Regions from separate parts of the Mus musculus genome. Here all the other regions are linked to region 6. The links are chromatin contacts, called in public Hi-C and promoter capture Hi-C maps. All regions are on one chromosome and are shown on one strand. The core of a region is the stretch at or near the end of the contact, and the rest is flanking DNA. Distances in the headings are between cores, read along the strand shown.

Evidence for each region. Promoter capture Hi-C pulls out the DNA fragments that hold promoters and counts their contacts. A called contact is a pair of places that touch in the nucleus more often than the background predicts. Capture Hi-C pulls out chosen DNA fragments and counts their contacts.
Region 1: a promoter capture Hi-C map of liver shows a contact between it and region 6, with 2.5 times the contacts expected there. The contact joins the promoter of Samd14 here to the promoter of Snx11 in region 6. A contact is called at or near these places in 1 of 39 promoter capture datasets (hippocampal neurons) and 1 of 9 other capture datasets (liver).
Region 2: a contact with region 6 is called in a promoter capture Hi-C map of liver, with 6 times the contacts expected there. The contact joins the promoter of Kat7 here to the promoter of Snx11 in region 6. A contact is called at or near these places in 3 of 39 promoter capture datasets (hippocampal neurons and liver) and 1 of 484 Hi-C or Micro-C datasets (B cells).
Region 3: a contact with region 6 is called in a promoter capture Hi-C map of neutrophils, with 2.9 times the contacts expected there. The contact joins the promoter of Lasp1 here to the promoter of Snx11 in region 6. A contact is called at or near these places in 2 of 39 promoter capture datasets (erythroid cells and neutrophils).
Region 4: a Hi-C map of B cells shows a contact between it and region 6, with 5 read pairs. The contact joins the enhancer-like site here to the promoter of Snx11 in region 6. A contact is called at or near these places in 3 of 39 promoter capture datasets (hippocampal neurons and liver) and 1 of 484 Hi-C or Micro-C datasets (B cells).
Region 5: a promoter capture Hi-C map of the C10 cell line shows a contact between it and region 6, with 2.6 times the contacts expected there. The contact joins the promoter of Zfp652os here to the promoter of Snx11 in region 6. A contact is called at or near these places in 6 of 39 promoter capture datasets (the C10 cell line, cranial neural crest, hippocampal neurons and 2 more) and 1 of 115 datasets of contacts at active chromatin or transcription factors (astrocytes).

The regions. Positions count from the first base shown.
Region 1 is chr11:95,007,319-95,011,745 of GRCm38.p6, reverse strand. Samd14 (sterile alpha motif domain containing 14) reads right to left here and starts at 1,867. Exons shown (of 10, transcript NM_146025.2): 1 at 1,170-1,867. Gm51875 (a long non-coding RNA gene) reads left to right here and starts at 2,412. Exons shown (of 2, transcript XR_003949594.1): 1 at 2,412-2,582; 2 at 3,787-4,427.
Region 2 is chr11:95,307,643-95,312,200 of GRCm38.p6, reverse strand. Kat7 (K(lysine) acetyltransferase 7) reads left to right here and starts at 1,955. Exons shown (of 15, transcript NM_001195003.1): 1 at 1,955-2,166. The coding sequence starts at 2,152. It overlaps Gm11520 (predicted gene 11520), which reads right to left and starts at 1,785. Exons shown (of 3, transcript NR_155298.1): 1 at 1,748-1,785.
Region 3 is chr11:97,797,698-97,802,045 of GRCm38.p6, reverse strand. It overlaps Lasp1 (LIM and SH3 protein 1), which reads right to left and starts at 2,481. Exons shown (of 7, transcript NM_010688.5): 1 at 2,184-2,481. The coding sequence starts at 2,252. n-TCgca51 (a tRNA gene) reads left to right here and starts at 3,069; the gene lies at 3,069-3,140.
Region 4 is chr11:95,331,324-95,335,672 of GRCm38.p6, reverse strand. No RefSeq gene overlaps it. Among named protein-coding and RNA genes, the nearest start is that of Fam117a, 3.5 kb to the left of the region's middle. Within about 2 kb of position 2,267, at least 51 of the 459 cell types and tissues checked have an H3K27ac peak or open chromatin away from gene starts, as enhancers often do. A contact at or near this core is called in B cells, where this site is marked.
Region 5 is chr11:95,710,148-95,714,731 of GRCm38.p6, reverse strand. Zfp652os (zinc finger protein 652, opposite strand) reads left to right here and starts at 1,978. Exons shown (of 2, transcript NR_045780.1): 1 at 1,978-2,104.
Region 6 is chr11:96,775,030-96,779,473 of GRCm38.p6, reverse strand. It overlaps Snx11 (sorting nexin 11), which reads left to right and starts at 1,919. Exons shown (of 8, transcript NM_001163389.1): 1 at 1,919-2,019; 2 at 2,413-2,506.

The sequences.
Region 1 (4,427 bases), core at 618-3,117, 1.8 Mb after region 6:
GGAAAAAGGAAAGGCAGGTGAGTTCCAAGCTACCTGGAGCCCAAGGGAAGGAGAAAGCCAAACAAAAGGTCTACAACCTGCGGGTGGAACAGAAGGAGGAACTAGCAGATGCAGAGGGAGAGACTGGCAGTGTCCACTGGGAGCTGGGAAGAAAGATCAAGAAAGAACAGACCCAGGAGGCTCAGGGAAAGCAGCTGGGTAGCCCTGACACCCCATCATGGGGTGAGAGAATAGAACAGAATGCCTGCCCCACAAGCAAGAAGGGAGAAGGATCCTGAGTAGGGGAGGGAGAGAGACAGAGAGACAGAGAGACAGAGAGATGGAGTCAGAAAAGAGACACACACACACAGACACACAGACACACAGACACACACACACACACACACAGACACACAGACACACACACACACACACACACACACACACACACACACACACAGAGCCGACAAGTCCCAGAAGTGGTTGACATGCAGGCTGGAGATGGGGGAGGCAGTTGTAGAGCAGCTAAGGAGCCGAGCCCCTCCCAGGCCCCCAGTCTTCAGCCAGCCCCAGGCTTGGAGCTGTCCGCAGGAGTTTGACAGCTCTTCCAAGCGTCCTAGAAAATGGGGTTAATGGACAGTGCACCTACACCTATCATAGAATCCCCTCTCCCCAATCTCAGAGGATAGAACAGTTTCTTCAACCCATAGGTCTAACTGCCAGATAGGAAGGAGTTAAGGCCTCTCCCCCTGCCCCCACACCAGTTTTTCTTATTTCTTTTTCTCTTCATTCTTTCCTCTCCTCTTCTCTTCTCTTCTCTTCTCTTCTCTTCTCTTCTCTTCTCTTCTCTTCTCTTCTCTTCTCTTCTCTTCTCTTCTCTTCTCTTCTCTTCTCTTCTCTTCTCTCTCTCTCTCTCTCTCTCTCTGTCTCTCTCTCTCTCTCTCTCTCTCCCTTTCTCTCCTCTCTCTCTTATTAATTTCCTCAGGCGGGAGAAATGGGATTAGGGACACAAACCCTATTTCTGCTCCCTCCCGACAGCCCAGCTCCCCCCTCCAGTGAGGTCTCCCTAGGGATAGAGAAAGAAAGGCCCTTGTGGCTTAAATCCATTTAGCCCTACTGAGGGTCCCACCTTGAGTCCAGTAGTCGCTAGCCACGCTTCCCCTTCCACCCTAGGGGACCCGGCCCCTCACCTCCAGCATCCGTCATTTTCAGCGTCCGGCGCCCCGGGAACCCCTCAGGCCCATGGTGTTCGGGGCGACTGCCGGGCAGGAGAGGGGCGAAGGACTTTCACCCCGGTCGCGGGGGGCTCCGGGCTGGCTGGAGTCGCTCCATTCCAGGGTGTTGTGGGGGATCGGCGGGGAGAGTCCCGGAAAGAATGGAGAGGCGAGGTGTGTAGGGATGCAGGGAGAAGGTCTGCGGGAAGCAGGAGGCGCGGGCGGGGCTGGACGGGGAAACCTGACGGGAGGATGCTCCGTGTGTGCGTGCGTGTACGTGTATGTGTGTGTGTGTGTGTGTGTGTGTGTGTGTGAGAGAGAGAGAGAGAGAGAGAGAGAGAGAGAGAGAGAGAGAACCTGAACGCCACCTCCCGCCCCGCCCCCGCCAAACCCCGGGGGTCGCGAACCCTCGCGCCACCGGCCGATTTGTGTAGCGTCGCAGTGGCTAGGTCCGTGGGGGGTCGCCCGGGATAAGGCGACGGGGGGGGCGGGGGGGGCGATACGCTTATGGGGAGGCCGAGCGCCCGGGAGACAAAGAACGGTAGGGAAGGAGGGAAGAGGAGGGCGGGCGGGGCGGAAGCAGCTAGGACCGAGGGGAGGAGGCGGCGGGTGCCCGCGGCCGGCCCCGGGATCCCAATTGCCGCTACTTCTCGGACCGCGGGAGTCTCAGCGCTAGGGAGTCTGCGCGCGAATGGCAGGGAAGCGACCAGGGAGGCGGTCCCGCCTTAGGACGCACGGGGCTTTCCATCTCCTCTGCAGGGTCTGTGAGGGCTTCTGATTCTCTTATTCAACAAGCATTTGCCGGGCGAGCGGCCAGCCTGGGGCGCTGAAGCAGAAGGGGACCGCCGTTGAACAGAACAGACGTGGTCCGGTGTAGTCTTGATTCAGCCAAATGGGACTTCCCAAGCCTGAGAACTGTGGGCCCAGGAGCGGGAAAGACTCTTTAAGTTCTGGAGGGGGCGTGCACCCGAGGCACTGGAGAAGGACACAGGGAAGATTCCTAGAGAAGTGTGGCTACTCCTGCTGGCCAAGCTATGGGAGACTTACTCCTGGGCATTGCAGGGTGGATGGACCAGTAGAGAAAATTGAGGTGGGAGGGTTGATACTTCATTCTATTACTTCCTGCCCCGCCCCCCAATAAAAGGTTAACCGAGGAGGAAGGAGTTCCAACATAGATTTTAGAAAGATTCTTTGGGCACCCCAGTGGAGAACGGACTGTAGAGGGCAACCGGAAGTCTGGGCGCTGGCCTCAAGGGATTGTTGAATGATGACAGCAGTGGGCATGAAGATTAAAGATCAGGCTGAGAGCTATTCTGGCTATAGAATTGAAGACACAGACAGGATTTGGAGCCGGCTAGACAAAGAACTGAGAGAGAAGGAGGAGTCTAGGTTGGCTGTGGGTCTTGGCTGGGGGCCTGGCAATTCTGATGCTAGGGGTGGGACGTGGAGTGGATGAGCTCAGACTTGGACTTGGTGAGCCAGAGATGGTGGCAGGTCAGAGGTGGTGGGTGTGATCATCAGCTAGCTACCGAGGAGCAAGGCTCGGGGTATGTCAGGTACTTCTCAGATTCTTTAACTTCACCCTCCCAATAAACCTCTAAGTTAGGGGTTTCTCTTGTCCTCTAAGGTACACAGACCACACACTCACAAAAAGGAAATGACTTGTTTAGGAGTAGGTGGCAACCTTGGAGAGAGCCCAGGACTTAGCGTAGTAGAGTCTGGAGAGATAGAGTACTCCTGATGGCTTGTGGGAATGGGACACTGCCAAGGGCCCGTGGGCAGCAGCATGTTGAGCCAGGAGTTCCTGATAACTGTGAGTAGGAACAGCATCAGTGGGTCTCAGGGCATCCCAGAGCTTGCGGACCTCTGGATAGATGTAGAACCTGCAGAAAGTCTGGCTAGGCTGTAGGTTCACACGGAGGAGATGATGTCTCTGGTGACCGACCACCTGTGCAGATAGACACTCTCTAGGGCAGTGGTCCTCAATCTTCCTGATGCTGCAACCATAAACCATATTTTTGTTGCTATTTCATAACTATAATTTTGCTAGTTGTGAATCATAATGTAAATATGTTTTCAGATGGTCTTAGATGATCCCTGGGAAGCGGGGTCTCAGCCCACAGGTTAAGCACTGTGGCTCTAGGGCCATTATAGGGTGTGTGTGTGTGTGTGTGTGTGTGTGTGTGTGTGTCTTTCAATGCTTGAATGGAATGTTTCTCCTAGTCAGGCCTAAGGTGCTGAGATATGGGGGGAACCCTACCTGAACTCCTCCTCTACAGCACATGCCTGGGTTAAGGCAAATCTAACCTCAGTAGATGATGGTAATGGAGTATTTACTTTGGTTGATGGAATTAATATGACCACAATCTACCCACACCATTTGACAGACCCCCAAATGGACATATTTCATGGGTAAGACACAGCTCAGGCCTGAGAAACTCCCAGAAAAGACACACACAAGATGGTCAGCCATACAACATACTCAATATTTAAACACGAGCTACCATTCAAGCATTCCTTGGAACATCTAGGAAAGGTCCCCTCCATGAGGTAGGCATGGCTCCTACAGACCCTCATTTGTTTCCCCACCCAGGAGGCGCCAGCTGCTTCGTTTCTTGGCGAGGACTCCTGAGCAGCGACCTCTCACCTAGGCATGGTGACCTGGTGACCTGAGTCTTCATGTTTGGGGAAGCTGCTTTCATGGGATTCAGCCACCCCTGGATCTACCTGGATTCCCCAGCCTCCCAATGTTCCAAGGATGATCTGAAGAGAGGAGACACACTGAGAGGCCACCACCATTGCTAGTTTTCTGATGACCTGAAAGTAGGTGTCAGAGCTGGACAGGTCCTGCATGGCCTCCGAGGTGCAGAACCGGTTTTGAGGGTAGATTAACAGGAAGCTATTATTTGGCCTGACAGGAACAAGCTCTGCAATGGAACTAGCTGCTAGGGAGTGGCTCCCCCAGGGGCTTAGTGGCATTCATATATAGAGAACTCACTCATATCTGATATTATCAGGGGCTAACCAAAGTGACCAAAGAGCCTGGAGACGGGGCCTTTTGCTTATCACAGAAGGAAAGATGAGAATCACCCCCCAACCCCACCCCAAGCTACTGAACATATTTGCCTCCCAAGGATCTGTACAAGAAATGGCTGTGTTGTGTACTGCAGAAGTCTCATTACAATTCACTTCTGCGACTCACCAAAACTGATTCCTGGAACTGAGAGCTAGCTA
Region 2 (4,558 bases), core at 706-3,205, 1.5 Mb after region 6:
AAATAATGTCACCATGTTTTATTACCTTACAAACAGTAAATCAGGAAAGTCTTTCTGAAGACAGAAAAGAAATTACAGGGGGTTGGAAGATGAATCCGGTCTAGGCTGACCTAGAACCATGTAGCTGAAAACCTTAAACTGAATCAAGCTTTTGATTCAAGGACTGGGAGTACAGATGTGTGTCACCACAAGCCAACTTAAAAGGATATTATTCAAATATAAGAGGCTGTTAGCACTAGTTAGGGAGTTAGAACATTCCAGAGTAGCCCCAGGAACATATCCTTACGTGAAAAGAACAGTGATAGAATGGATTAAACACGAGAGAGCTAAAATAATACAAAGGAAAATATCTGAGCCCTTTTCAAGCAAGTTTTTATGTGCAAATCAACTCACAAAGATTGTTAAAAGGTATTTATACTAAGTACTAAAAGCAAAATACCGAATGCTAATGGCGTCAACAATGGCTTAAGCTATTCCCCACCCCCAGCCCCAGGGAATGTGGGCTAAGGGTCTGGAATTTTTTTAACTCCGAAGAGTCCTCTGTTTAGCATGTCAATCAGGTTTGTATTCTGTTCTTAAAGCCTCTCTCCAGGTTAGCCAGCCTCAAATGGAAATTCTGATAGGGGCCTGTGGGGGTTCAGGGGATAAAAGCACTTGCTCTTTCAGCAAGCTGGATGACCCGAGTTTGATCCCAGAGACACCACAAAGGTGGAAGTTAGGAATCTATTCCCCAAAGTTGTCCTCTGAGCACTCACCTGGTCATGAGTGCGTGCTCAGCTCACACACACACACACACACAAATCTGGAACCAGAATTCTATCTTGGTAATTACTGAGGTTGCTTTGATTCCAGCAAGTCACTCTTGGTTCACCTTGGTTCTTTCAAGTCCTCTGAGGCTAAAACTTCAAGGCCTACAAACCACTTTCCAGACTTTTCTTTTTCGAGACAGGATCTAGCCTGGAACTGGCCATGTAGACCAGGCTGGCCGTAAGCTCATGATTTGGATCTGCCTGCTTCAAAAAGCATGCACCCCCACCCCCACCCCCCCACCTGGTTCCAGACTTTTCGTATAGCTCTTTCTTCTAGTCTTAATTTCTTCTTCTTATGGCCTTTTATTATTACTTGAATACCCACTCCCTTTCTAGTGTCTTTCAAAATACTATTTCTCTCTCCACTCAGTTCTTGGCTCTTGCATTTGTGCTACAGAGGTCACACGGGCTGAATGAGGTTCAACACTTCTCCGACTTTTGGTACAGCACCCTCACATTCAAACCACGTCCTCCGCCCCTCTCCGGGCCACCCAAAGATCTCAAACCAAAGCAGAGCACTGATAAGCCGGGGGCGTTTCACAACAGAGATAAACTGGAAATTCTTTGGCGCTCCGGCATCCTGAGAATGGCTCTGCATCATCTCATAACTTACTTCTTGTTCTCTTAACGCAAGGACAAGGCATAAAGAGAACACTCTACCCCACTTCAAGACCGACAACGACCCTGTCAATCCTTTATTCAAGCCCCATTCACACCACTCCGGAACACGGAATAGCTCTTACAGCAGTTCCTTGGGCAAAATATCTCTTGCCAGTTCGGAGTTTACAGAATGAACGGAAACGTCCTTCGGCCGACTAGGAAATGAAAGAGTTAAAGATCGACAACCTGATGGATTCTGGGGTTTTCCTCCCTCCACGCCACAAATTAAAACGACGAGGAAGGAAGAGTTTGCCCAATGTAAAGATGAAAACGGTTACCTTCAACTGCCAGACTTCTGCCCCAAACAATCATGGCTACCTAATCCCACACGAATGCCGCCTACCTAACTAAAAAGGTCTAGCCGAAGGTTTCACCACTGGTGCCGTCTCCTGCCCAATTCCAAAATGGCGCTGACTGGCCTCACTAAGAGTTTCGAGCTTCCCATGATCCTCACTGGCCTAAAGGTCAGGTGACGCAAGCCTCAGCCGGAAGTTAAGGAATAGGCGCTTCCAGCCCGCGGCGCTTGCGCAGAAGGCTCTAGACGCTGAGAGGTAGGAGGCACTTGGGATCGTCCGCAGGGTTTGGGACAGCTACAGAGGCCGCCACGGAGCCCGCCGGAGCCCCCGTTCCTGCTGGTGCTGCCGCCGCCCGAATCGGAACCGTCGGGCTGCAGCCGCCGGCAATGCCGCGAAGGAAGGTGAGAAATGGCAGAGAAGGGATGGCGGGTTTCTAAGGGGAGTCGATTGAGTAACGTGACGCGGTTGGCCACGCCTCGTCGTGCTTGGGTTCCAACTTTCTGGTCCCCCGAACCTAGCCTAGCTACTCTGTCTCCTCTCGGTACCAGACAGAAAAATGTGGGCCCGACCCTGGCCTCGGCCTATGCCTGTAACTATTCCCGCCCTCTGCTTGCCCGGATCGGAGGCGTTCTTGTTAATTGGTCGCGGAAATGTCTAGAAGCGTATTGATTGGATGGTGACGCCGCCTGTTTGGGCCCAACGGTCACCTCCCCGCGTGCGTGGGCGGTGTCTCGGTCTGGCCCCGGTGCTCTCCGACTGGCTGTGGCGAATGCTCTCCCTTCTCTTTATTGGCCCAGCTTTGCAGTCTGTTCTTGTGGCGGGTGCGGCTTAGCAAGGCCTGGATTGGGGCGACCAACGCCCCGCCCTTCCGGATAGAGATGGCGATAGGTGTTGTAAAGGCGAGTTGGGAAGACCACTTTCCTTTCCTGGTGGGGGGATTACAACAAAGCCGAGGATGGGTGGTTAGAAAGCCAGCGCCCACCCCCAAGGGATAGCTCGCAGGCCTGTTGCGTCTCAGTCACCGTCTTCCACCTATTTGTTCAGTTTGACATTTCCTGGTCAGTAAATGTTTGTTGAACTGTATGACATTTGCCCCATATGTTCAGTCGTAAAATGCAAAGAGCAGTGTTACGTGCTAGTTGCTAGGAATTCGAAAAGTATGCGTGATCACTGGCTTAAAGGGTTATCGCTGTTGAGAGAAGAACACAAAGAACCATAGTTCATACAGTCTCTGCTTGAAATTGTATACACTGTAAGAAAGCCGTTAACGTGGGAAATAAGTAAAGAGCTGATTTTCAGGGTTAAGCCAGGCAGAATTGATAGGTCATGGACGGGTGTCAGGGTCTTTGGCTGAGATGACCCTAAAGTTTGCCTTTTAGTGACATTCTGTGCCTCTATTTACTTGTGGTCAGATTTTTGAATGAAATATTTGGATGGATAGACGGTTGGTATTCATATTTCTGCAGAGATCACTCTTCATGGAAGCTTTCCAAGTTAAATATTTACATTAATGTCTCTTGCAATGACCAGAGTTGACAGGTAGTATTTTTTTAAAAGATTAATTTATGTATTTTATGTATGTGAGTACACTGTAGCTGTACAGATGGTTGTGAGCCTTCATGTGGTTGTTGGGAATTGAATTTTTAGGACCTCTGCTCACTCAGGCCCAAAGATTTATTTATTATTATACATGAGTACATTGTAGCTGAGTTTAGACGCACCAGAAGAGGGCACAGGTGTTTGTGAGCCACCATGTGGTTGCTGGGATTTGAACTCAGAACCCTCGGTAGAGCAGTCAGTGCTCTTAACCTGCTGAGCCATCTCATCAGCTCGACAGGTAGTATTTATATCCAGGCATACCAAATACAAGAGACAGACCTACTGGTTTGTTGGAATGATCTAGTCTCCTTTTAGCAGTTTCCAAATGTAAAAGTGGAGAATGTAAATTCTTCCTGGATGTTATGGTACAAGCCTTTAATTCCAGCACTTGGGAGGTGGATCTCTATAGTTTGAGGTACACATGGCTGATATGCTGGGGTGTCCTGACTCAAAAAGAAGAAGAAAATGTAAGTTCTTGCTGGGTATAGTGATACACACCTGTAGTTCTGGCATCCTGGAGGCTGAGGCAGGAGGCTCATCTTGAGCTTAAGGCAAACCTGGGTTATATAATAAATTCCAGGCCAGCCTGAGCTAAATAGCAAGAACCTATCTCAAAACCAACAAAACCCAAATGTAAATATGTTGGTAACTTGGTTGATGGCCAATCTGTCCTAATCTATCCTTAGGTTATTTAGTTTTTTTATATGCCTCATGTAGTGTGATACTAAATTTCTGTTTGCTAGAAAATATTAATGTTTTTAGTGTGGGTTGTTAATCACAGGATATATGTGTCCTCTGTAAGAATCTAGTAACTCCAAACATACTTGGCCCCAGGGAGCTTATTCTTTGAATAAAGCGTTGGGGCCTGGGACTAAGCTATAGCTCAGTGGGGTGTGGTTACTGCCGGGAAGCCCTGAGTTCAGTCCTTCGTCTGTCCCACTCCCTTTTCCTGCCAAAGATAGTAGGACTGAGTTTGAGGAGTTGTAGTGATTTCAGCAAGTACTCTTTGTCCAGCTTAGAAAAGAGCACGTGTCAGTGCTTACTAGGTAAAGTAATCTTCATGGCTCATCACCCTTCCAGAGGCCGAGAGTTATGGCTAGGGTGTGGCATGCGTTTTTCTGAGAACCTGACACGTGGGGCTGCAGGGATTGTTCAGCTGGTCAGAGTACTCATTGCTCTTGTAGAGGACTGGGT
Region 3 (4,348 bases), core at 1,232-3,731, 1.0 Mb before region 6:
TTGGAAAGTTGGGTAGCAACCATGCCTATGAGATTGAACTTTGCCCACACCCAGGTCTCTGCCCAGCATTCTCCAGAGTTCCAACTCTAGCTTCCTACTGCCTGCAGGCCACGGACTGAAGAGACAGAATACCTGGATTTTCCAGTCTGGGTGGGGGAGGGGTGTGAAAGGCAGATGGCTCTCCAGGGCCACTTCCGCTAGGGGGAGTTCTAAAACCAGGAAGAAATCACCCACTCCCTCTTCCCAGGGCAACCCCGACCTGAATATCCTCTTCTAGCAAGGACAAGTTATCACATAAAATCCCCACCCCCTTCCCTGTGACACACAGCACTGAAGGTCTTTACAAGGGGAGTGGTTGGATGCGGGACAGAAAAGAGAGAAATGGCCAGTCTTGACCACACTCCCTGCACTGTCCACCTCCTAAGGCAATGACATCATCCATACCCATCTGGTGACAGACAGGGAATACTGAGGCCCAGAACCATTCATAAAGTTGATGGGCACAGACCTGGGACTAAGATCAAGTTTCCCAACCCCCAAGCTAGCAAATCCTTCCATCATCCATTGCCCCTCACCATTCATTACTGGGGACCAAAAGGGGAGCCCATTTGCTGGCCCAGAATGCCGCAAATGCAGGGCTCAAAATATCTGGTCCCAGGGACGACAAAGACCCTCATGTAAGGACAGGGTTTCTTTTTTGGGGGTGGGGTGTCTTCATCTAGGAGTGCCAAGCACAAGTCCAGAGGCCGGTACAGTGACTGGGCAGGCCATCACCTTCCCTTAAGCTCCTCCTATCCTGGTACCTAGCCAAGCCCCACATCTCTTTCCTCAAGAAAAAGTTCAAATGTTTCAAAACTACAAGTCCCTACCTCCTGACCGGGACCGGGAGGGTGTGCGGGGGATGTCCAAAGGTTCCTAAGAAGGAACTAACCCTAGCCCGGAGAAACAAAGTATCCTTTTCCAACAAAACTAGATCGCCTCATTGAGGCGCCTGCTTCTGTCCAGTTCAGCCATAAACGTGGAGAATGAGATCCAGCTTGGAGAGCCAGGTACAACGTATCTATGAGGAGCCAAAAGGCTTCCCTGCAGAGGGGGTCACAAGAGAAGAAACGGGTTGTCTTAGACTTTATGGGGTTCAGAACAAGGCAGAAGGGTCCCATCTCAAACTGTACCGGAAACACCCAGATCTACCCTTCAGTCCCCCTTGCAAAAGTGTAATGGCAAACAGATGATCGGGTCCAGCCTGGGCCGGGGGATGCGTAAGAGCCCCTAGGGGCCAGCTGATTTCCAGAAGGCTACCCCCCTCCTCTTAAAAAACTCCTTTTCGTCTGCTTCCTCAGAACTCGGCCAATCCCACCCTCCATCGGAGAAAACAGCTCTGAAAAGTTAGCTCTTTGTTCTCTAAGCTGGTCTCCAGGCTGAGCACAATTTCAGATCTCCAAGAAGCGTCCTCCCCACTCCCTACCCCGCCCAGCTCCGACTGGGCAGCCGATCACCCGGAGTGGCTTGCAATTTGAATTGGGGGTTGGGGAAGCTATGAAGGAGGTCTGCGGGTTCCCCAACCACAAAAAAAGCAAGGAGGGGACCAGCAGGTCGTTCAAAAAGAGGGGGTCTCGCAGTGAGATTCCGGCGCTGCCCCTAAATCCCTTTCACCACAATTGACACTCGCTGGACGAAGGACCCGACGCAGCTTCCAAGCCAGGAAGCCAGGCTACCGGCAGCCCAAGCCGGGCGGGTAGCGCCGGCCCCAGCCTCCGCCCCGCCCCCGCCGCCCCCTCCCCCCAGCGCCCCGCGCTTCCGCCTACTTGGCGCTGGCCGCCGCGGGGAAAGGGAGCGGCCGTCTCCCCTCTCACTCCCGGCCCGGGGGGCGGGACTGCACCTCTAACCTCCTGCACACACCCGGGGAACCCGGTTCCCTGGTGCTCTTCCGCCCTTCCTTCCAGCCCTCCTAACCTCGATGCACAGAGGCCACCCATCTCCAGCGGTGGCTGCTCACCACCTCGCCTTGGACCTCCCAGGTTCCAGACTGGGGTCTGTCCCCACACCCCAAGTCGCCTCCCGCCTTCCTTACCTGCTCTGGGGAGCGCAGGGAAGAGCCCGCAAAGACCCGGCCCCTCTTTCCTCCCCTGATGGAGAGCTGCACTAGCACTGGCTAGCTCGCAGCGCCCGGTACCCGAGCTCACCTTATCCAGACAGTTCACCTTCTCCGTGGGGTACACGATCTTGCCGCACCGGGCACAGTTAGGGTTCATGGTTCCGGGGAAAGACTGGGGCGGGGACGCCCGTATTCGCGCGCGTTCCCTTTTCCTTGGGCGAGCTGGTGGGAGGCGGCGGCTGCAACTGTGCAGGCGACGGCGACTGGAACTGGGGAACTGGCCTCCGCCTCCGCCCTCCTTCCCCTAATAAACACAGTGGGGAGGAGGGGCTGCACTGGCTAGGGCGGGGACGCGCCTCGGGCGCGGAAAGAGGCGCGCGCGACCAGGCGCGCTCCCCGGGCGACGTGGGGCTGCGTGGGGGCGGGTTCCAGGGAGGACTGCGGGACGGGAGTGCAGGAGCCCCTGAGCTCTCGGGGTGCACGTGCCCCTGGGCTCCGCGACCGAGGACGGGCCCGGGCCATGGCCCTTCCCGCGCTGGAGAAACAGACGCGAGTGTGGCAGAGCCCGATTTCCCATGAGAGGGGGCAACCCCACGCACCCGACGATGGTGGGGATAGTACAGATTCTCTAGACTGGGGGACTTTCCTTAAACCCGTGGGTCCCCAGCATCAACCTGCGGGGAAACCACCCCTTGCCCCGCCCCGCCCCCCAGCTAGTTCCCTTCCCGCCCACATCCTCTCCCACATAGGTACCTGTCCCTTTCCCTTTGGACTCAGCACCTCCGTACGTTCACCCTCCCCGCCCCTCTGCGCTGCAGCTTTCCCATGGATTCTTCGGATTCAGGCATCCTCTGCTTTCAGCTTGGCCGCCTTTGCTCTTCCATTCTTTTCTCTTGCCCCTATTCTACCTGTGTAGCAGCTGCGACAGCATCTTAAGACTGAAAAGAGATTGCTTCAAGCTGCGCGTCGGTGCGGGGGTATAGCTCAGTGGTAGAGCATTTGACTGCAGATCAAGAGGTCCCTGGTTCAAATCCGGGTGCCCCCTCAGAGTCTTTTCCTCTCTTCAATGACAATAAAAATACGTTTCAATACAAGTATGATCTTGATTCGACCCTGGGTCATTAAAACAGGTAAAAAGATAAAGGCCACTCCTCCTTTTAAATCTGAGCAGAAAAGCCTTCGTTTTGCCTCGTACCAAGCAGAAGTTGCACGACTTTATTTGATTGGCGCCAGAGTCCTGGAGATTTCTGCCCATGGTATGCTTGTGAATTTGAATTGGATTGTTCCACACTTTGGGTTCGGAAGCCAAGGTCACTCCCCAGGTTGACGGTGTGTGTCCGTTGAGGGTCAAGGGTCAATCAAAAAAGGGAAACTTGCGGACATAGCCCTTCTCCAACCTAAGCTTTCCTTTCCCTTTTTCGTTTCATTCTATGATCCTTATTATTCTATATCCTCACGTTTCATTGTGACTTGGTGACGTGGACCGAGTAAAAGCGCTCCGAGACCGTGAAACCGGGAGGAGCACTCGTCAGCTCCCTTCACTGCAAAAGAACAAGACCCCAAAGCCAAGTAATATAAATGAATGCAGTGGTTTTCACAACTTGTGCGTGCTCTAGAGTGACCTGGGGGAGGGGGGGGCTCATTAAAACGTCCCCAGTTTCCGATTGTGTAGATGCTGAGGAAGGCCTTGGCAGTTAGCTCTTTGGCGGATTTGTCAGGTAAATCATTCAAGGACGCAAGGACCGCTCTTTGAGGATCACCAGAATATTATTACCACAACGCTATCAAGTTTCAAATCCTCAACAGGGGACAGGTATCTAGCTGCTTTAAGGTATCTGGTCTGGAAGAAATCTCTAAGTGTGAACAGGGAAGCAAGGGCGGCCCCTCAGCTAGGTTTTGCCCAAAAAAAGGAAAAAGAGACAGACAGAGGCATGCTGCCCGTGTCAGGGTGTGGCTGTGATATTTTAAACATGGAATCTGGTTGTGTCATCCCAGGACCCCAGGGGAATATTCACATGCATTCCCTCCCAGTTCCCATTACAGTTCTCTGCTGAGCGGAACAAGGAAGGGGACTGAGCAGAGCTTGGGGCAAAGCACAGAGATACCAGAGAAGCGAGTCTCTGTTCCCAGACGCTGGGCCTTGAACTTGTACATTCTCCAGCCTCAACATCTCAGACAAGACATTCGTTTTTTATCTCTTTACACTGTGTCTTCCGCGCCCCACCCCCACCCCCACCCCCATACAGAGTTTCG
Region 4 (4,349 bases), core at 1,018-3,517, 1.4 Mb after region 6:
TGAATATTAAAATCAGACCAGAACACAGAACATGGAGGCAAAGGAACATACTGTGAAAAGATTTTTCTCTGCAAAGACACTACTTTCATGTTTGAACGATTTGCTTCAAGCTCTGACATATAGATTGTTTGTGATGGAAGAAAATAGTACTCTTTTTTTTCCATGAGGACGACAGTCTTACTAAATGCCTGATAGGGATGAATAAGACCTGGTGGTTGGAATTAAAACTCAGCCATTCTCAGGCTAGCTCAGCTTTAAAAAGTACATCTGATGGCTGGGGATGGAGGTCAGTGGGCCAATACCTGCCTGGAATGCTCAAAGCTTTAGGTTTGATTCCGGCTATGGAGGGAAATGAGGGAAGCAGATTGAATTCTCAATTTCAATTAGCTCAACATTCTCATACACTTCAGATCTCTGCCTTTATCAAGGCGTATTCCACCCCTGGGTCTCACAGCCTCACTGAGAAAACCAACAGCAATAGCCCTAATATTCAATGAATCCCTTCCTGCATGCCAGATACATATCAAGTACTTTGCATACTATTTCATTCATCCATTATGACTGAAAGTGAGAGGTGGCTACTATGCCCTCTTTACTGAGTCTTTGGAAAGAAGCCCCATGCTCGGGGTTACCCTGGAGGCTGACTCCAGATCTGAGCCTTGCTTGATCTCTATGCTTATAAAACGTTTCATGAACTTTTTTCTACAATGACATGTATCTGGCTGGTGTGCCAACATCTGTCTAGTGCTTTGCAGCTTACACATCATCGTGTTATCTAACTCTCACTATAGCCATGGAATGTACAAAATGCAAATATGATTGTCTTAGTGAACCTCTACAGGAGGTTAGGTCACAGTGGCTCAACTGCTTGCCCAAGATCCTTTGGCAGACACAGGACTTCCAGCTTCAAATACTTTCCCAACTAACACTCAACTTCCTGACCAGACCACTAGGATCGCCTGAGAGGGAGAGGGTGAACTATGTGGTCTCTTGCATATTCCTCTGATAATGTATACTATTTTAGGACCCCTCACGTGTATATAGATCCTTAGATAGTCTCATGCAATAAGGAGTGGTTTTTATTGGGTGAGCATTTTAAGTGTGTGTTACTGATAAAAAGCCTTGGACTGAGGGATTTTGAAACACATTAGGCAAATAGCTTTTCTCTTTGTTTAAGAATCACCCTGACCCATCAACCTTCCAGACTTATTGTAAGGATGAATTGACACACTGTTTTACAGATGTAATTTTGCCTTGGAAAGAGGGGTTAGATAGATAGAAACAAGTTTTTTTTTTTTTTTTTTTTGATTTTTCGAGACAGGGTTTCTCTGTATAGCCCTGGCTGTCCTGGAGCTCACTTTGTAGACCAGGCTGGCCTCGAACTCAGAAATCCGCCTGCCTCTGCCTCCCGAGTGCTGGGATTAAAGGCGTGCGCCACCACGCCCGGCTAGAAACAAGTTTTAAATGTTTCCCCAAAGCCAGGGTAGCAGTACTGAGGACCTAGGCGGTGGAAAGTCACTAAAGGCGGTACAAATGAAGAATTGAATCTTCCAAATCCAGAACGTTATGGTCTTTCCTGATAAGTTGCTGGCAAAGGACACTGAAGTTGACCCTAACTCAAGGCATAGGCGGCAAGCATGTATGCAGCTCCTGTCCTCTGCTGGGTATCATGCCCAAGCAGCTCTCTCTTGTTCACTTCTCTGTGCCCGATAGCTTCCCCTAGCACGGGCGTGATAGCAGGATAAGGACCTCATCTGAACACTGGCCCCTGTCTGCTTCCACTAATGAAAGAGTCCGCAGTCAAGGCTCTGGAGAGGCTGTGTGACGCTAAGGGAGGAGATGTTCCCATTACAAAGCACTTTCTTGCTTGTTATTGTTTTCATCATTATCCTTATAGACACCATAGCCAATAATTTACTCCTCACAGATTAGTTGAAGTGAGTACTATGTGTCAGACTCTGAGCTTATGGAATTTAGCAAAAATGTTCCAAGATGGTGTTCCTAGGACCAGGGAGTTGGCCCAGTAAACACTATCAAGCCTGACAGCCTGAGTTTGATCCCTGGAACCCACACAAGGGAAGAAGAAAACTGACTTCCACAGTCGTCCATCTTCTGTACCTCCACAAGCATGTCATGGCACACATGTCATAGCACACACACACAAAATGTTAAAAATAAAAACGATGCTGTTCCTACCCTGCAGTTCACAGCCTAGCAAGCTCTGAAGCTTATAAACGGAAGTGGTACAGTACAGATGCTATTGCAATAGGAAGTCATGACCTGGTTTCTGCTTTCAGAGACTCTGGTTAAGATGTAGCTCAGTTGATAAAGTGCTTGTTTCGATTGCATGAAGCCCTGGGTTCCATCCCTTGTACTATATAAAACTGAGCATGGTTATACAAACATGCCTGTGATCCTTGCAACTGCACATGTACAGGAAGGAAGATTAATAGTTTAGGGTCATCCTTTGGCTGTTCTAGGATACATAAGACCCTGAGAGAGAGAGAAAGAAAGAAAGGAAGAAAGAAAGAAAGAAAGAGAGAGAGAGAGAGAGAGAGAGAGAGAGAGAGAGAGAGAAAGAAAGAAAGAAAGAAAGAAAGAAAGAAAGAAAGAAAGGAAGGAAGGAAGGAAGGAAGGAAGAAGGGAGGGAGGGAGGGAGGGAGGAAAGAAAGAAAGAAAGAAAGAAAGAAAGAAAAGAAAGAAAAAAAAGAAAAAAGAAAGAAAGAAAGAAAGAAAGAAAGAGGGAGGGAGGAAGAACAACAACAACAGCAACAGCAACAGCAACAACAACGATGGCGTTGGCCAGAGGCAGGTACACAAAAGCATCAAGAGTGGAGGATTACATATAGCAAGTATGTATATTAATAGTCTTTCATGTATTTTGCACTCAATTGTTTAAGGTTTTTGAGACACTTTCACTACAGAAACCTGGATGGCATGAAACTCTCTATGCAGTGCAAGCTAGCTCCTGAAGATCTGTCTTCTCCCACCTTAGTCTCAAGTGCTAGGATTGAAGGTGTGTACTGCCACACCTGGTGTTTAAGGGGTCCTAACAGCAAATAGGGAAGGCCCTTGACCTCAGAATGCTCTTGGGATGTCCATGGCTGCTGCAGAGACTTAAGGAATTGGAATTATTTCTCCTCAGGCAGGAGTCAGGATAGCCACTCCTCAAGCAGACTATAAAGTACAGGCGCCTTAAAAGACCCTGAGGGATTGCCTAGGATAAAAGGCTCTGAGAGAATTGACAGGTCAGAGTCAGCAGGAAGGCCTTACCCTAGTGGCCATTGAATCAACAAAGGATACAGTTGCCAGAGGCAACAGGAACTTCAGTTCTGAAGGCTCCCGAATATGAGGATTCCAACTTTCTACCATCCAAAATATAAGAAGCAGAAGCAATTGTTCAGCAGAGACTGGAGACAGCGCGATGGTCTTCTAACTCTTTACTTCCTGGTAAATGTCTTCATGCTTACATCTTATCTTTGGCCCCCTAGTTCCAAAATAATTAAGCAGAATATAAGATGACGCAAACACACACAGTGTCTCTTTCTGACCTACCTCCTTTCCTCAGCCTCTGTCTGAAATGTCAGGCCTGGCTCCTCAGGGAACTAAATCCTGAGGAAATGGGGTCAGAGCTAAAGGAGCAGGGCAGCCTGAGAGGGATTGAGAAGGAGGGACAAGGAAATGAATGAGGTTATGGGAACAGAAGGGGGGGTCCTATCCCTTAGCACCTTTGCCCATTCTGGTAGCTTCTCTCTCCCTGTAACCCTTCCCTTACTCCCACGATAACCAGCTGGCCTGGATTTTGACCTTTTGTAGTCTCTGACATATTTTGTGCCTTGCTGTGGCCCATACATTCTGTCTCCTTTGTCAGAGCTTTCTCATTTCTCCCTGTGTCTGGGCTACAGGGTGAGTTTCCAGAAAGCTTGGGCAACTTAGTGAAGTCTTATCTCAAGAAATAAAGAAAAAGAGGAGTGAGAATACAGCTCAATGGCAGAACACTTGCCTAATATACGTGCAACCATGGTTTAATCCCCAGTACCACAAAAAGACAAACATCATTAAGGAGACACTATGATATAATACTCAATTAAAAAGATAAACAAGCTGGGAATGGTGGTGCATGCCTTTCATTCTAGCAGAGGTGAGGCAGAGGCAGGAGGATCACTGTGAGTTCGAGGCCAACCTGGTCTGCAAAACAAGCTCCAGGACAGCCAGGGCTACACAAAGAGACCCCGTCTCAATAAACAAACAAAAGAGAAAAGTAAAGTTGTTTTCTTTTGTGTATTATACCTGAAAAAAATTATTGGAAGAGATGTTACAGGCCCCTCGTGTTACAGATGGAGACACCC
Region 5 (4,584 bases), core at 729-3,228, 1.1 Mb after region 6:
CAAAGGGCCCTAAGACTTCCACAGCCCTAAAGAAGAGTTTAATTTTGCTGTGAATCTTTTATACTAAAGACAGTATCTATGTGAACACATGTGCACAGTGGTGATTCAAATAAGCAAGCCGTTGACTTAAGGCCACATACCCCACCACAGACCAGCCCCACCGGGGAACATCACCTGCCACATCCGAGCAGATTTCCTTTCCTAAGCAAACATACATGCTGTCAACAAAGCATGTACTGCTCCTTGCCTTTCTCAGAACAACAGGGCCCCGACCATCGTTTGGAAAAAAAGTACATAGACCTTCATCCCAAAAGACTACACTACTTATGCAGGCTATGCCTTGTTATGTTAAACATCGCCGCAACAGCAGCAGCAACAACAGCAACAACAACAACAAAACCGATGAAATTACTGTGTGCAGTAGATATCTAATTAACTGGAGGTGGGAGAGGTCGGGGGAGAACGTCGTTCAGGTGATACTGAGAGCGCGCTGGAAAAGCCATTAAGGGAAACACCATGAAGGTGCTTAAACATGGGTAAGATCCAGGAGGGGAACCAAAGACTGATTGACATCCTGTAGCTTGGTTGTGAAAAAAACATCTTCCTCCAAAGGCACATTCCTTTGATTGGCACAAGCCACTTCTGACAATGGATCCGCAATGACAGGGGCCGTTCCGCAATCAGGAAGTGTGCGAGTGTGCGTGTGCATATATGTGTGTGTGTGTGTGTGTGTGTGTGTGTGTGTGCTCGCGCGTGTTCCTGATGTTGTTGTTGGGGGAGGGATGAGCTAGATGTAATCAAAGACCGGCCCGCTTCAAAGAGGAGCATACAGGATCTTAAATCCTAAAGACTGACTTCGAGGCAAAGCAGAGACATCTATCATTTCTACAATAGTCATCCCTCGACAACGAACATGTTTCATAGAGATGTAACAGGGGTATCCCTCTCTTTGGTGTCTCCGACCTGGGACTCTTTAGTAAAGCCTGATTGGAGGGGTGGACGAAGTGAGGGTGGAGAAAGGTCTGCATCGCCCACTGGGCTGAGTGTGGTGCTGCGGGTGGCGAGTGTACATCACATGCGTGTTATCTCCTGGTGCCACAATACTCTCGAGGGCTGGAGGTTTGGGCGCAACCGCACGGCGGGGGAGGTAGTGGGTGCAAGCCACCAGCTGCAGGGCAAGAGAATGCTCTCCTCAGCCTACTAACCCGTGCACCCCGGCCACCCCGTCAGGCCTCGAGGCGAACCCACTCGCTGCAAAACTGCAGCTAAGCTGGGGAGAGGGGGCGGGGGTACGGAGCCGGCACCCCGGGCCAAGCTGAGAGCGGCAGACGCGCAGCGCCCGGGGCCTGCCCGCCGGATGGGGGCTGCTCCGGCCTAGCGCACGCAGCTGCCTCGGCGCAGGCTCCTCCGGCTCCGCCAGCCCGGCCGGGCGCAGAGGAAACGCGGCTGCCAGGGCGCCGCCGCGGCGGGAGGCGAGAGCGCGGGGAAGGGGCTCCTACTCACCCGGGCCGCCGCCGCCGCCGCCACCGCCACCACCGCCGCTTCGGCGGCCCATCCCCGCGGCGGGGGCCTGTCGCCGCGCCGCGCCGCGTCGCTCCAGTCCCCACCGCCCGCCGTGCCGGCCCCTCCCCCTGCCCAACGTCTGCGCTCTGGGCCGATCCTCAGACCCGGCCTCGGCCGCCGCCGCCGCCGCCGCCGCAGCGCTACGTGGCCGCCGCTCCGACGTCTCGCGACTCCCTTCCGAGCGCGCGAGGCCGAGCGGGGCCGCGGAGCGGGCGGCGCGCGGGGCGGGCGGCGGGGGAGGGGGTGTGCTGTAGGGATGTCGTGCGCGAAGGGGGCAGGGAGGCCGGCGGGAGCGCGCGCGCGCGCACGCCCCTGCACGCGCCCCCCCCTCCCCCCCGCGCGGTCGGGATCCCGACACCTCCCCCCCCTACACACCCCATCCCCGGCTATGGGGGTCGGCGCGCATGCGCGGCCCTCGGCTCGGCCTGGGCGCACCTTTTCTCCCTCCTGCCACAATGTGAGCGCTCAGCCGAGCAGATAACCGCCGGCTGCCTGCTCCACCCCCGGCCCTTGCCCACTCCGCCCACTCCCGAGCGCCCAGGTAAAGTCGTGGGCTGCGCATGCGCGACGCTTAAGGGGGTGGGGGCGTGGTTTTCAAAAGGAAGCCTGAAGGCAGAAGACGAAGTATCTGTGGGCAGGGGGTTTGAGATCCTAAGAAATAAGAAAACGTAAAAGTGCAAAGGGGGGAGAAAGTGGAAAAGTGGGTCAGAGTGAGATTTGGAAGTAGATATCTTTGACTTATGGAATACGGTTCAAAAAGAAAAAAACCCTAATTGCTGGCCACCTTGTTAGTAGAGAGCAGTCAGTGAGTGACAGAAATAGAAGGGGCGACACTTGTAAGAAGTAGCCATCCACCAGACAAATGGGATAGTTGATTACAACTAGGGGGATTTAGAGACCGCCAGTATGGTAAGCAAACAGGATGGACTGCTGGGCTCATCCTGTGGCCAGAAATAGGGAAGTGTGTGCGTGCGTGCGTGTGTCTGTGTGGTCTGTGTGTGTGCGCGCGTGCGCTAGAGTCCCAGAACTGTTGCAAGAAAGGAAGGCTCCATTGGAAGAAGCATGACCACATTATGACTAATTAGCTATTAATCATTAATATAATTAATGGTACTATTAGCTAACAAGGTAGCATTTATCCAAGCTCAGAGCCAAAAGAGAGTGTCTGTAATTGAAAGTGCTTAGTGTACAGGGAGAGGAAATGACTTGGCAAGTGAAGTCTCCATGAAAAAGACCCAAGATGACATCCCTAAGATCAGGATAACCCTTCCCCACCAGAAACCAAACTTCTGAAGGTCTCTACAGCTTGAATGGAGCTCCTAACATTGTTGGTTTTTATTGTTGGGCTCTACTACATTTTTTCTTTCTTTCTTTCTTTCTTTCTTTCTTTCTTTTACATTGTGTGTATGAATGTTTTACCTGGATGTGTGCATGTGCACCTGTGACATTTGATGGATTCCCCTGGAACTGGGGTTATGAGTGGCTTGTAGGACGGGGGGGGGGGGGGCGGCTAGGAATTGAACCCAGGTCCGCTGTAAGAGTAAGAAGAGCTTTTAACTTCTGAGCCATCTCTCCAGCCCTCTTCTTCTAACATTAAGAACATAGGATATTAATGTTCTTCCACAAAAGCTGACCCCCACATCATAGAAACAATTTCCATATAGATGCAGCTAACTTTTTCTCCCAGAACAGCCGGCCATAACCCACTCACCCAAACCTTCGAGGGAATAAAATGACCTGAGTCTGGGACAAAGTTAGGAGCTTGAAGCTTTATAAAGAGCTGACTCTGTCTTTGGCCCCTTCCAAAAACAGGTGTTTGGGTTTTATTGTACTTAGACTCCAGAAGCCAGGAACCAGAGTTGTGGAACTTAGGGCCATGTTTTTCAATAGCGAGCACTTTCAGTAAAGACTAAAATCTATATCACATTGCAACAGGTAGAGAGATCTTCAAGCAGAAGAAGAGAAAATAAGCATGTATAATAATCAAATTCAATGTGAGAATGAGCTTGGGTCTGATGGACTCAGAATGTCTTATTGGACATCTGATCTATTCCTCCACCCCATGCTTGGACAGGTCATACAGGGTGATGGCCAAATCTTGAGGTGACCTTTCAAGTGTTCTAATGCTCCATCCATAGGCCAACACACCTGATGGCCTCTAGTAATCACAGTCTTCTATTAATTCAGCTTTCCATTTCAACAGTGCTTGGTGGGCTTTTTTTTTTTTTTTAATTATTGCCAGGCAGTGGTGGCGCACGCCTTTAATCCTAGCACTTGGGAGGCAGAGGCAGGTAGATTTCTGAGTTCGAGGCCAGCCTGGTCTACAGAGTGAGTTCCAGGGCTATACAGAGAAACCCTGTCTCGAAAAACATATATATATAACCTTTTTATTATTATGTATGTTTATGCATGTATGCATGTGTGTAGTCGGCCACTCCATGTGTGTAGAGGTCGAAGGACAACTTGTGAGAGTCAGTTCTCTCTTTCCACCACGTGGTTCTGTGCACTGACATCAGTCATCAGGCTTAGGGACAAGCAGTTTTATCCAATGAGCCATTCTGCCTGCCTCGCTGCACATCCGTTATCTCATCAGCTCTTCCAATGACTACAAGGGCAGGCAGAACAGGTATTATCCCCAGTGAAGGACATTTAAGCCAGGGAATGTTTTGATGGCTTAGCCAAAGTTATACAAATCAGTAGCCCACAGAGCCAAACCAAGACCCAAGTTCCCTAGTTCCCACTGTGCTAGTCTGGGGATGGGGGGTAGGGGGGAAGGCAGTTGATAACCCTACTCTAAAAAACTGTCACATAGTCTTAATATATATTATAAGCATTAGTGTTTTGCATACGTGCATGTCTGTGTGGGGGTGCCAGATACCCTAGAACGGGAGTCACAGACAGTGAGCCATGTGGGTGCTGGGAATTGCACCCCGGGTTCCCTCTGGAGGAGCATCTGGTGCTCTTAACCTCTGAGCCATTTCTCCAGCCCCTCACATATTTTTTTCTTCCTTTCTTTCTTTT
Region 6 (4,444 bases), core at 670-3,169:
GTGGGTTCTGGGAACTGAACCCAGGTCCCCTGCAAGAACAAGTGCTCTTACCTGATGTGCTGGCTCTCCTGCCTCAATCTCTCAATTTTTATTTCTAAGTCAGTGATTTCTACATTAGCAAAAGCTATTAAATGTCCCTATGATTTTAAAAGTTTGTGTAAAAGGATCCTGAGACCAAAGGCCTGAGAAATTCTGTTTTGAATTACATAAATAATATCCACCTGGATTGGTAACTACCATTGTGTTTTGCACTGGCTCTACAAACATTTAGGAGCAGTTCAAGTCAGTGTAGTACTGGGTTTTCATCTGACCCACACTTTTATAAGAGCCCATCTGTTTTTAAGGGGAGTTAGGATTAGAGAAATGACTTTGAGGTTGAGAGTACTTTCTGTTCTTGTATAGGTGCAGGGTTCAGTTCCCAACACCCACACAATGGTTCCAACTACTTCTAACTCCAGTGCCAGGAGATCTAAGGCCCTCATCTGGCCTCGTAGGGTTTCAGGTAGACACATGGTACACAACCTATTTATAGGCAAAACAGCTACAAAAAATAAAAATATTTATTTTTGATGTGTGTATGCCTCGGATCCATTGAAGTGGGAGTTGCAGGAATGTGTGAACTGTGTGAATTTGGGGGTCCTGAACTCATCTTCTGAAGCCATTTTGCCAACTCCTGTCTTGCTGTTTTTGAGGCAGGGTCTTAGGTAGCCCAAGCTAGCCTGAAACTCACTATATAGTTGGCGTTGGCCTTCAGTTCCTGCCTCTACTTCCAAGTGCTGGGGTTACAGAGGTAAAATTAACTTTTTTTTTAAAGACTTATTTATTTTTATTATATGTAAGTACACTGTAGCTGTCTTCAAACACTCCAGAAGAGGGAGTCAGATCTCATTACAGATGGTTGTGAGCCACCATGTGGTTGCTGGGATTTGAACTTCAGACCTTTGGAAGAGCAGTCGGGTGCTCTTACCAACTGAGCCATCTCACCAGCCCTAAAATTAACTTTTTAACAGATCAAGGAGGCTTTTCGTTTGTGTTTTCCAACAGCCTTACTCCGTATCCTAGAGCTCACTATATGTCTTTAATGGCCAAGTGTTAGGATTCTGGGCGTGAGCCACTTCCATTGGCTTAAGAGGACTTTAAGATATTTTTTTTTGTCTTTTTAAAAAAGATGTATTTATTTATTACATGTAAGTACACTGTAGCTGTCCTCAGACACTCCAGAACAGGGCATCAGATCTCATTACAGATGGTTGTGAGCCACCACGTGGTTGCTGGGATTTGAACTCAGGACCTTCCGAAGAGCAGTCGGGTGCTCTTACCCCCTGAGCCGTCTCTCCAGCCCGGACTTTAGATATTTCTATAGTAAGCATTTTCACCGGCTTTTTCTTGCTTACTAACTGTATGATCCTTCTTTGGGCTTGACAACTGTTGTCAACTTTCTCGTCTGCTGTTGGGATAATCTGTGGGTTTTCCAAATCAAACTGGCAGTGCCCTTGACAGTTTAGATGGGGAACTGCAACCTCTGAGGTTCAAACCCAGACTTTCGAGATCTTAGATCTTAGTAAGGCTTCAGGAACGCGAGAAACCTCCCACACTTACTGCTCTTTAACACCCTGAAGACGTTTAGGCTCCTAAGATGCTTTCGTCGGCCTTCAAACACGTTCCCTGAGCGCTGATTGGCCCGCCTAATGGCGGTGGGCGGGACACGGCACCGGAGTGGACTTTGCGGGGTCTCGGTCTTTGCGCTCCGCCTCCCGCGCCCCCTAGCGATTTCCGGAAAGATGCGGATTTCAGCTTAGGCCTGGGCGGGATGGAGAGCCTCCTCTGACCAGCGATCGCCACTGAGAGCCCTGGTCTTCAGGGGTGGGGCGTCCGGGACACTCAGGATTGGCCCGTCGGGAGCCGCCTCCCGTCGTGCACCGGGGCACCGGCGACTCACCCGGAAGGAGAAGCCGGTATCGGACTATATGGTGCGGTGCTGGTGGTGTCGCTGTGGAGAGCTGCTGCTGCTGCTCTCAGGTGAGGGGGCGTGGGCGTGGCCGCGGCTCGTAGGTGCTGCTTGGGAATGGGATGCTGGCTTGAGCCGTGGTGGTGGCATTTGAGTGATGGCCTCGGTTGACACACTAGGGAGGGGGCTGCCTTACTGCCTGGTATGAAAGTGAGGGCTTGCTGGGACCCAAGAAGAAAGGAAGCCTGGCTTTTCAATATACCTTGAAAATCGTCTTTCCGTCCCGATTTAGCCGGGAAAAGAGAAGGACCGTTGGGCTGGTTTCCATCTGAGTTTGCTAAAGAATGGAAAGGAGTGGCCGGAGTCAGAATTAGGGATGTCTACCCAAGTGGCCGGCAGTGGAAGGGAATGGCAGATATTTTTCGCAGATACTGGAAACTATGCTCTTCCTTTGTTACTTGCAGGTGAAAGGAGTGGGTTACCGACTGAAAAATGAGAACAGCTGCTTGATGGACGGGACAGGTTTTCTGTCAGGCGGAAGAGCTTCCTCGAACACCTGTGGGTATTTAGGAAGGCGAGGTTTTAGAATTGCTGTCTGTTGACACCAAAGGCTCAAGAACGAGTAAGGAGGGGCGGGAGACTCCTTGGTGCAATCTTTTTTACAGCCTGATGTGTTTTTTACGTGTCCCTTGAAGTAGTTTTAAGAGGCGGAGAAAATGAGAAAGCTTTGAATTGCTCCCCTGAATTAGCAGCTGTGAGCTTTACAATGCGTCAAACTTTGTACACACCAAACCCCTTGGCTCTTTCCCGGGACTATGGGTGCTGGTACTGCCGAGGGAAGCAGTGAGCGCTTCAGATGGGATGGAAAAGGCCCCGGGAATGTAGTTAGCATGGAGTAAGTTTCCTCACCTTTCGAGGTTACTTGACTCTGCCCTTCCTTAATGGATGCACAGATCCACCTCTTTGGACGGGTCATGGAGGTGAAGTTAAGAACTTGCTGTTTCTCCAGGAATAACGACTGAGAGTGGTGTCGTTGGGAAGGACAGTGATGAAGAGCAGTGGTTGTTGGAAACGGAGTCTGCTTTTTGCAGTCTCAGTGTCTTAGGGGAAATTGACCACCAGAACCTTCTTAGTGCCTTTTACGCTTAGCCTTGAGCCTACAGAGACCCAGGAGACTTGGAATGTCTTAAAAGACAGTTTATTTGTTTCTCTATGACATTAGCTCCAAAACAAAGGAGAAAAACTTCCACATGGGGGTGCTGCAGGCCCCTAGCAAACTCTTTATACCAAACGTCTGATGAACAGTTACTGAACTAGAGTCTTGAGTTTCACAGACTTTTCCAGGCAGAGTGGTGTGATCTCCCCTAAGTGGATAGATGCCTTTCTTTCTTGTCATCTTTTCTGTTGTACTACAAACACAAACCAAACCAAACAACAACAACAACAACAAAACCACTTAAGAATATTTAACTTTCTGTTCTTCCGTTGGCAGTTTAGCAAGCGCCTAAGAGGAGAAGAGAGGGGGAAATCCCAGCAGGCTAATTAATATTCACAGAAAGCCTGTTGGTTTTGGTCACAGATCTTTGTCTGTACCCGTCTGGACTGTCGGACTGGGTTATTGGGGAATTGAGATTTCCTGCCTTTCAGTCTAGGGCCTCTTGGAGGTGGTGACTGCTGCGGATGAAAAAAATCAGACTGTCAGCAAGAATGCTGTTTATTATGGTGTTGAAATCACAAAACCTCGGGTTTGCTCCACAGTTCAGCTCTGTTTTGTTATCTGCCATGCAGCTTTGTCCCCGCATGCCATGTCTGTCTGTAGAGAGACCTTCTGGGATATTGGGAAGAATTGCAAAAGCTGTTTGCTTTGCTAATTTCATGCCGTAAACGAGTTTCCCTTCCTTTGAAACATTAGCCCTATGTTAGCAAAACATAAAATAGACGGAAGCTCATTATGCACTCTGCTAATGGTAAGGCAGAACTAATAAGAGAATGTGTTTAAAATTAATTGTGGGACTGTAAAAAACGAGTGGGTGTGCGGATGGGCATGGGAGGAGGAGAGAGGGAGAGCTTAGAGAGAGCCTTGTTTTCCCAGGAGCCAGCCCGCATCATTTGTTGGCAGTACATATTGGCTGGAGTCAGTTTTCATTTCAAGGTAAATTGGAAAGGGAAATTAAACCTTATTGTTCTGCTCTTAAGAGAGAGGAAGGGGGTGGAGGCGGCAGCCAGGGTGGCTGCAGTTGGAGCGGCTCTAGGAGTAACAAGATTAGTGCTGTATTTTAACAGAAGGTGACATCATGGGCCCCTTTGGAATCCAGTAACCCTGTGTTCCAGCCTTCATGGTCCCCGTGTTGGAGTGGGCGATGTCGCTGTACGCATAAACTACCACACTGGGGGAAATGAGTGGCTTAGGCTTTAATGAATCTTTACAAAGGAGCGGAATGCATCCTGAGTTGACCTGAGAAGCTGTGGGGTGCTTGGGCAGAGGTACAAACCGGA